Linked DNA regions of Bombyx mori: region 1 is linked to region 2. Evidence: chromatin contacts called from public Hi-C data. All regions are on one chromosome and are shown on one strand. The core of a region is the stretch at or near the end of the contact, and the rest is flanking DNA. Distances in the headings are between cores, read along the strand shown. Region 1 overlaps LOC101742892 (formin-binding protein 1-like). Region 2 holds the start of LOC101736147 (myotubularin-related protein 2).

What was found. Hi-C and Micro-C count contacts between places; a contact is called where the count stands out from the background.
Region 1: a contact with region 2 is called in a Hi-C map of midgut, with 1.8 times the contacts expected there. The contact joins the enhancer-like site here to the promoter of LOC101736147 in region 2. A contact is called at or near these places in 2 of 7 Hi-C or Micro-C datasets (midgut and whole pupa).

What each region holds. Positions count from the first base shown.
Region 1 is chr15:6,531,902-6,534,754 of ASM3026992v2, reverse strand. It overlaps LOC101742892 (formin-binding protein 1-like), which reads right to left. Exons shown (of 14, transcript XM_004928501.4): 12 at 1,429-1,691; 13 at 379-551. The coding sequence ends at 382. Among protein-coding and RNA genes, the nearest start is that of LOC101735884, 8.1 kb to the left of the region's middle. Within about 2 kb of position 1,559, at least 5 of the 8 cell types and tissues checked have open chromatin away from gene starts, as enhancers often do.
Region 2 is chr15:6,469,115-6,472,121 of ASM3026992v2, reverse strand. LOC101736147 (myotubularin-related protein 2) reads left to right here and starts at 1,411. Exons shown (of 12, transcript XM_038015655.2): 1 at 1,411-1,669; 2 at 1,983-2,171; 3 at 3,007. The coding sequence starts at 1,544.

The sequences.
Region 1 (2,853 bases), core at 310-2,809, 62 kb before region 2:
TTTTTACAATTTTTATCTGTCTGTCTGTTTGTTCCGGCTAATCTCTAGAACGGGTGGACCGATTTTGATGACACTTTCACTAATAGGTAGCTGATGATATAAGAAGTAACTTAGGCTACTTTTTTTAGACTAGCTTCACCCCGCGGCGTCACCCGCAGTTATTGTCGTACCGCGTGCAACATGGCGGGCTTCGCCTATCAATACTAAAATTTAATGTTCCCGAAGCGAAGCGAGGGCGGGTCGCTAGTGTTTTTAATAAAATCCACCAGAGCGAGTTAGTGGTTTTTTAGTGGAATGGATTGTACGTCTTAGTGGGAGAGAATTCAGAATGCTGGCAACACTGATAACAAAAATGTAAGTAGAGTGTATGTAACTGACCGGCTAGTGTTGCGCGTCGGAGTAGAGCGTGGTCGCGATGTACGTTGTGGGCACGAACCCCTCCTCGCGGGTGCGGTTGCGGCGCACGCGCGTCCAGCCGTCCCCCGCGTCCGTCTCCAGCACCAGCAGCTGCTCGCCGCACTCCATCCGCATCGTGGACCCGCTGCCGATACCTGCACAACCGAAACTGGCGTGAGCGCCGCTATGTTTGCTTATAGAACAGTGTTGGTATGGTGGGGACTTTATGGCGGAACGTGAGGAGTGAAGTTGTGTGATCTGTTTTATTACACGCTTTATGTTAGCTTCACTTGTATGTATCTTTGTGTTTGTAACTGACTTCTTTATACGCGATTTTGACCCACTTTAAACGGCCAGACTTCATTCAGACTTTGTAGATTTATCGAGGACCAATGACAATTCAATATTTAAAAAAATCTTAAAAAATATATTATTAATAATTTTTTTTCAATTATATACATTTTTTAAATTGAAAAAAAAATGAAAAATTGATATTCAACTAAAAAATGTTTTTTTATTTTACAATAAAAAAATTTTTTACACTATTTTCAATTTAAATTTATTATCTATTTTTAGTTGAATTTTATATAAAGCGTGTTTTTTAGTTTTATTAAACTATTATTTATTTTTCATTTTTTAGTTGAATTTAAATTTCTTTAATTTTTTGTTTCAATTTTTTATTTTTTTTTGTCTATTTAGTGTTCCTTCAGTTTAAATGCGTAATAACGGTGGTTTATTAACAGTTTTGGTATCTGTGAAAGCGCACAAACGTGGCAATTCTCGGAATCCTCAAAAAAAATCCACTAGAAAATTCTCAATAAATGACCACCATTTTACTGAGATTATATTTCATACCATATCATCTCATCTCATTTCATTTCATGCCATGTTTCATATTAATCAACTTCATTTCATTACACTTCATATCATCATTTTCAGGATTAAAATAAAGACTTGACCTAAAGGTCTTAGTTACCGGGGCATAAAATCTCTTAATAAAAAATATAAATTGGTATGTACGGCAACGCTCACCTTCGAAGGCATAAAGCGCCTTGCAGTAGCCGACGGGTTGCAGGTCGGGCTCGCAGTAGTAGTAGTCGAGGTCGGACTCGCGGTCGTCCTGGTCGTGCTCGCCGTTGGCGTGGTCTGTGTGTGCGGCGGCGAGCTCCCCGCCCAGGCCGGACTCGGGCGAGCCTCCCGCCGCGCGCACCCCCGCCCCTCCGCCCGTGCCCGTGCCCGTACTCACAGACGACTCCGACGCCGAGCGGGACAGGGACTCGCTGTTCGAACCGATACTGGAACAAACGATAGTCCAAATATTATTATTATTTTTTCTCTACCTAAGCTAATAGCCTGGAGAGGCTATTTCAGCGTAACTAGTAGGTGAGCTCACGGGGCTCAAACCGGAGTGATGCTAACACTGACCTTAGCAAGAGCAGTGCTTCGCAGAACCTACCAACGGATCGGAAACGCGACCCACTGAGAAGATCCGGCGAGAAACTCAGTGGGCTGTGTCTATGGGGTCCAATTATGGCAACTCGACTTTGCTACACATTATATTTTTAGAGTAAAAACTGCAATTTTCTAACGATGACATACATTATTATGCTATTTCATGCTCAACTTTGTTTGACTTTACAGGTTACGTTTTATCTTTAAAATCTTATGTATTAAAATATCTGTTCTCGTGATATTACTGCCTATCGTGACAAGATGTAATGTGTGCATACAGTACGCATGGAATGTGCGAATCCAATGGGCTCTAGAAATAAAGTCGGTAAATGCGTCGAGTGTGTGTTGTCCAAATAAAAATGACGTCTCACAAAACGTCACTTTTTATTTTTTCCATTAGGTAATGCAAACAAATTATTATGCTTATTCGATTGAAACAAATTCAAATCTATTATCATTAAATTTAATGTTAAAATTAAAGGTTTTCATCAGGTACTTTTTTTCAAGAATCCTTTAGCAATTTCTGCAAAGTGAAACTCTCAGCTCAGCACTCAAATGGTTGATAATAAATTATGATTATATTTTATTTATTTCGGGCTTTAGAATAGGCTACCCCTCCACGGTGTTTCCCGAGCGCTATGACATGTCCTTCTGCAAACGAGGTGTTAACGACTCAACGTCGCGTCATACATTGATAGCTGTGATTGGGCAACGATGACGTCATATCGCACGAACCAATAACAAATTAGGAAACGCCATAGTGGCACCAATTGTCAAAATTTTAAAAATTATACACGAAGAAAAAAGATGCACGCGCATGTCAATTCTATTTACGTAAACTAATTAAAACCAATATAATTAGTAGTTAAATAAGTAAACGCATTTATTAATTTTCCTGGCCACCTCAAGATACCTATCAGAAATGAGACGCAACACGAGGCTTGTGGAGTGTACTTAACGGTAGGCAGCGGTTTAGCTCTGCCCTGGCACTGCTGACGTCTATGG
Region 2 (3,007 bases), core at 162-2,661:
AAATATAACAATATATAACATATTGAAGGTGCTCGGTTTTTTTCGAATTTTCAAAAATCATAAATCTCATTTTGCTTATTGTTATACTCACCAATCCAACTCTCTGCTAACTTAGTAATGCAAATAGAAACTAAGGATTTTGGATGTTGAGCATCCCAATCAAAATTTTCTGATTTTAATTTTCTTGCTGGCTCTAAATTTTCACTTTGCATATAAGTAAAATAGGTGCTTCTACTGATACTTTCTGGTAAATTCAACATTGTATTGCAATTTTTTAATTTTTTTAGTGGAGCTCCGAGGCAACCATTTGTTTCTCAGAATGTTAAATCAATTCTCACATTACCAACATAACATACTGATCTGTATATTGATTTTAGTGTTTATTAACTGTTATTAAAATTAAATTGAGTAAATAAATAAATAAAATAGCTTTTAGTTACTTAGTAACGGAAATAGTAATATATTTTGTTGGAATATCACTCAGTTTTAGTTTATAATCCGGTCCAACACCTTGGATCCTAGGTTACCTTGAATATTAGACAGGCTATCAAAACGAGTAGTGGCAGAGGACTTCCTGTACCTCTTCAAACAGCCTGATGACATTAGGAAATTAATAAAACACTTTGTTTTTGCACAACTTTGTTTAGGCTTACGATTCGCACTCCACCGAAACCTACTTAGTCTGCGATCAGACTTTCTTTCGTCCATGGCAGTATTTGCCCTATGTGAATGTGGTTCGTTCATGCGGCCCTTACTCACATAGACGCTCTCAAAGCTCTACAGTACCGCTCCTGTAGGTAATTCATTGAAATATCCTGGTATGTGAAATATATTTACGACACTTTAGGCCTCGACCATAACTGTAAGTTAATGTGGCCGCTGCTAACTAAGCTGCTATGTCAGCGTGACCGGGGGATTAGGTGAGATCACTGGGCTCCAACCTGAGGATGTTGCTAACACTAGCCCTAGCAAGAGCAGAGCTTCGTAGCATCTATTTTTAACACTATCTGTTTCCTGCCGCCAAAAAACAGATCAGTGAACTTGTTGAACTCATCGAAGGATTCTACGGGGTACTTACTACTTAACCCATAGCATCATCCCACTGAGTTTCTCACCAAATTTTCTCCGCGAGTCATTGCTCCGATTCGGCAGTTAAGATAATCGGAAGCAATTTAACTTGTGCTGGTATATTTTTTTCGTAGGCTCTTAGGCAAATAGCAAACCCTACGCTTTCTGGCGTGCCCTTGTTCGCTCATCCAAACTGGCGAGGCTGGAAAGATTTCCGAGTCATCAACAATAAATTCATCCCAAGAAAAACAACTTCAGCTTTGCTTGTTTGCAGATGCTTGAGGCTTCGGACTTGCGTGTAAATCCGGCATTAAATGCTAAAGATTGAAATAATGACAGGAGGAACTGGAACGCGTTAAAAAAATGAAGTTCGCTGAATAGGGAATTGAATGTTTGGACATATTTTAAACTTTATTTTGTCAAAATTCTTCTCTTTAAATTGGTACTAGACAATAAAATATATTGTTATTCAATAATGGATAAACATAACAGTTCAGAACTATTAAGTTCCGACTTTTCGCTATCCAAGAATGCAAGTTCTGATTCATTGGATTCTGATTCTAAATCAAGTTCTTTGAATTCTAAACACGGACAGGACTCCGTAAGTTTCCTAAAACGATTAATTTATTCTTATTGAATTTTATTGCAGGCCGTTATTTCCTGCAGTTTTAACTCAGTTTTAGTTTAGGTTCACCTTCTGACGATAATTGTTTGTAATCTCAGAATGGCTACTCAAAGAGACTGTCGTACCGCTTTCAGTAAATCTAGAGCTATACATGTCTGCTTGTTTGTTAATCAAATTCATAGTCAAAAGTTTCATTCTGAGCTCTTTAAGGCTAGTATTAAAAAAATTAGAAAAGAAAGAAATATCTAATAAACCTAATTGAAAATAAAATATTTAATTTTCTTTCTAGCCCCATGTCCTCGGAGATATACAGCTGTTGGATGGTGAAAAGGTTACAAGTGTAGCTCGTGATGTAACTTATTTGTGCCCATACAGTGGACCAACGAGGGGAGTCCTGAAAGTGACAAACTATCAACTTCACTTTAGACCAACTGATCCTAGTGCTACTCTAGGTACATTGAGTGTGCCACTGGGGGTTGTGAGTATTATTTTATATTTATATTTTATATTTTTTACAAAAGTAATCTGTTACAGCCTAGCTTGTTTAAATGAGAAATAGTTCTATAAGAAATGGAGGCAATGGAACTGGTCTGCAAAGATTCTGTTATAAAAGCATTAGAACTATAATTATTCATACCCTTTATATCCTAAATCAACATTTTATTAATCAACACAGATTATAAATAACTAAGGATGGCCTTATAAAAATGAATGGTGCAATTAACTTATCCTCATTTGTTTTAATTAAAGGACCTCTTGGTATGCTATAATAAAATTGTACACACTGGTAACAGGCTATTTAATGATGCAGATGTCTCTCCAGTGTTAATGGTGAGGAATGTGAGACAACTATTCATAAGCTATTTTGGTGTCTTGTACACCTGCTTTTTGGTGAAATTGATATGGTACCTACACAATCCTGGTTGAGAAAACTATCCATAAGCTATTTTGGTGTACAAGGCTTTTTGGTGAAATTGATATGATACCTACACAATCCTGATACCTACACAGTCCAAATACAAATCAAAATGAAGTCATTAATTTGCAAAAAATGGCTTCTTTAGTGTGTGTGCTGCTTAGATATTTATAGCAGGCTAGTATGACCCTGTTGAGGAACTAACTGTATGATAGAGTAAAATTTCTGATCCAAATAATAAATTTGTCAAAACTGAACAAAAAAAACCTGAATTATGAGAATTTATCCAAAAGCTGATACAGACTCAGGAACAACAATGAAGGAACAAAATTAAAAATATCATGATCTAAACATTATATTTGATCAAAATCAAACAAAAATATATTGCTTGTTATAGG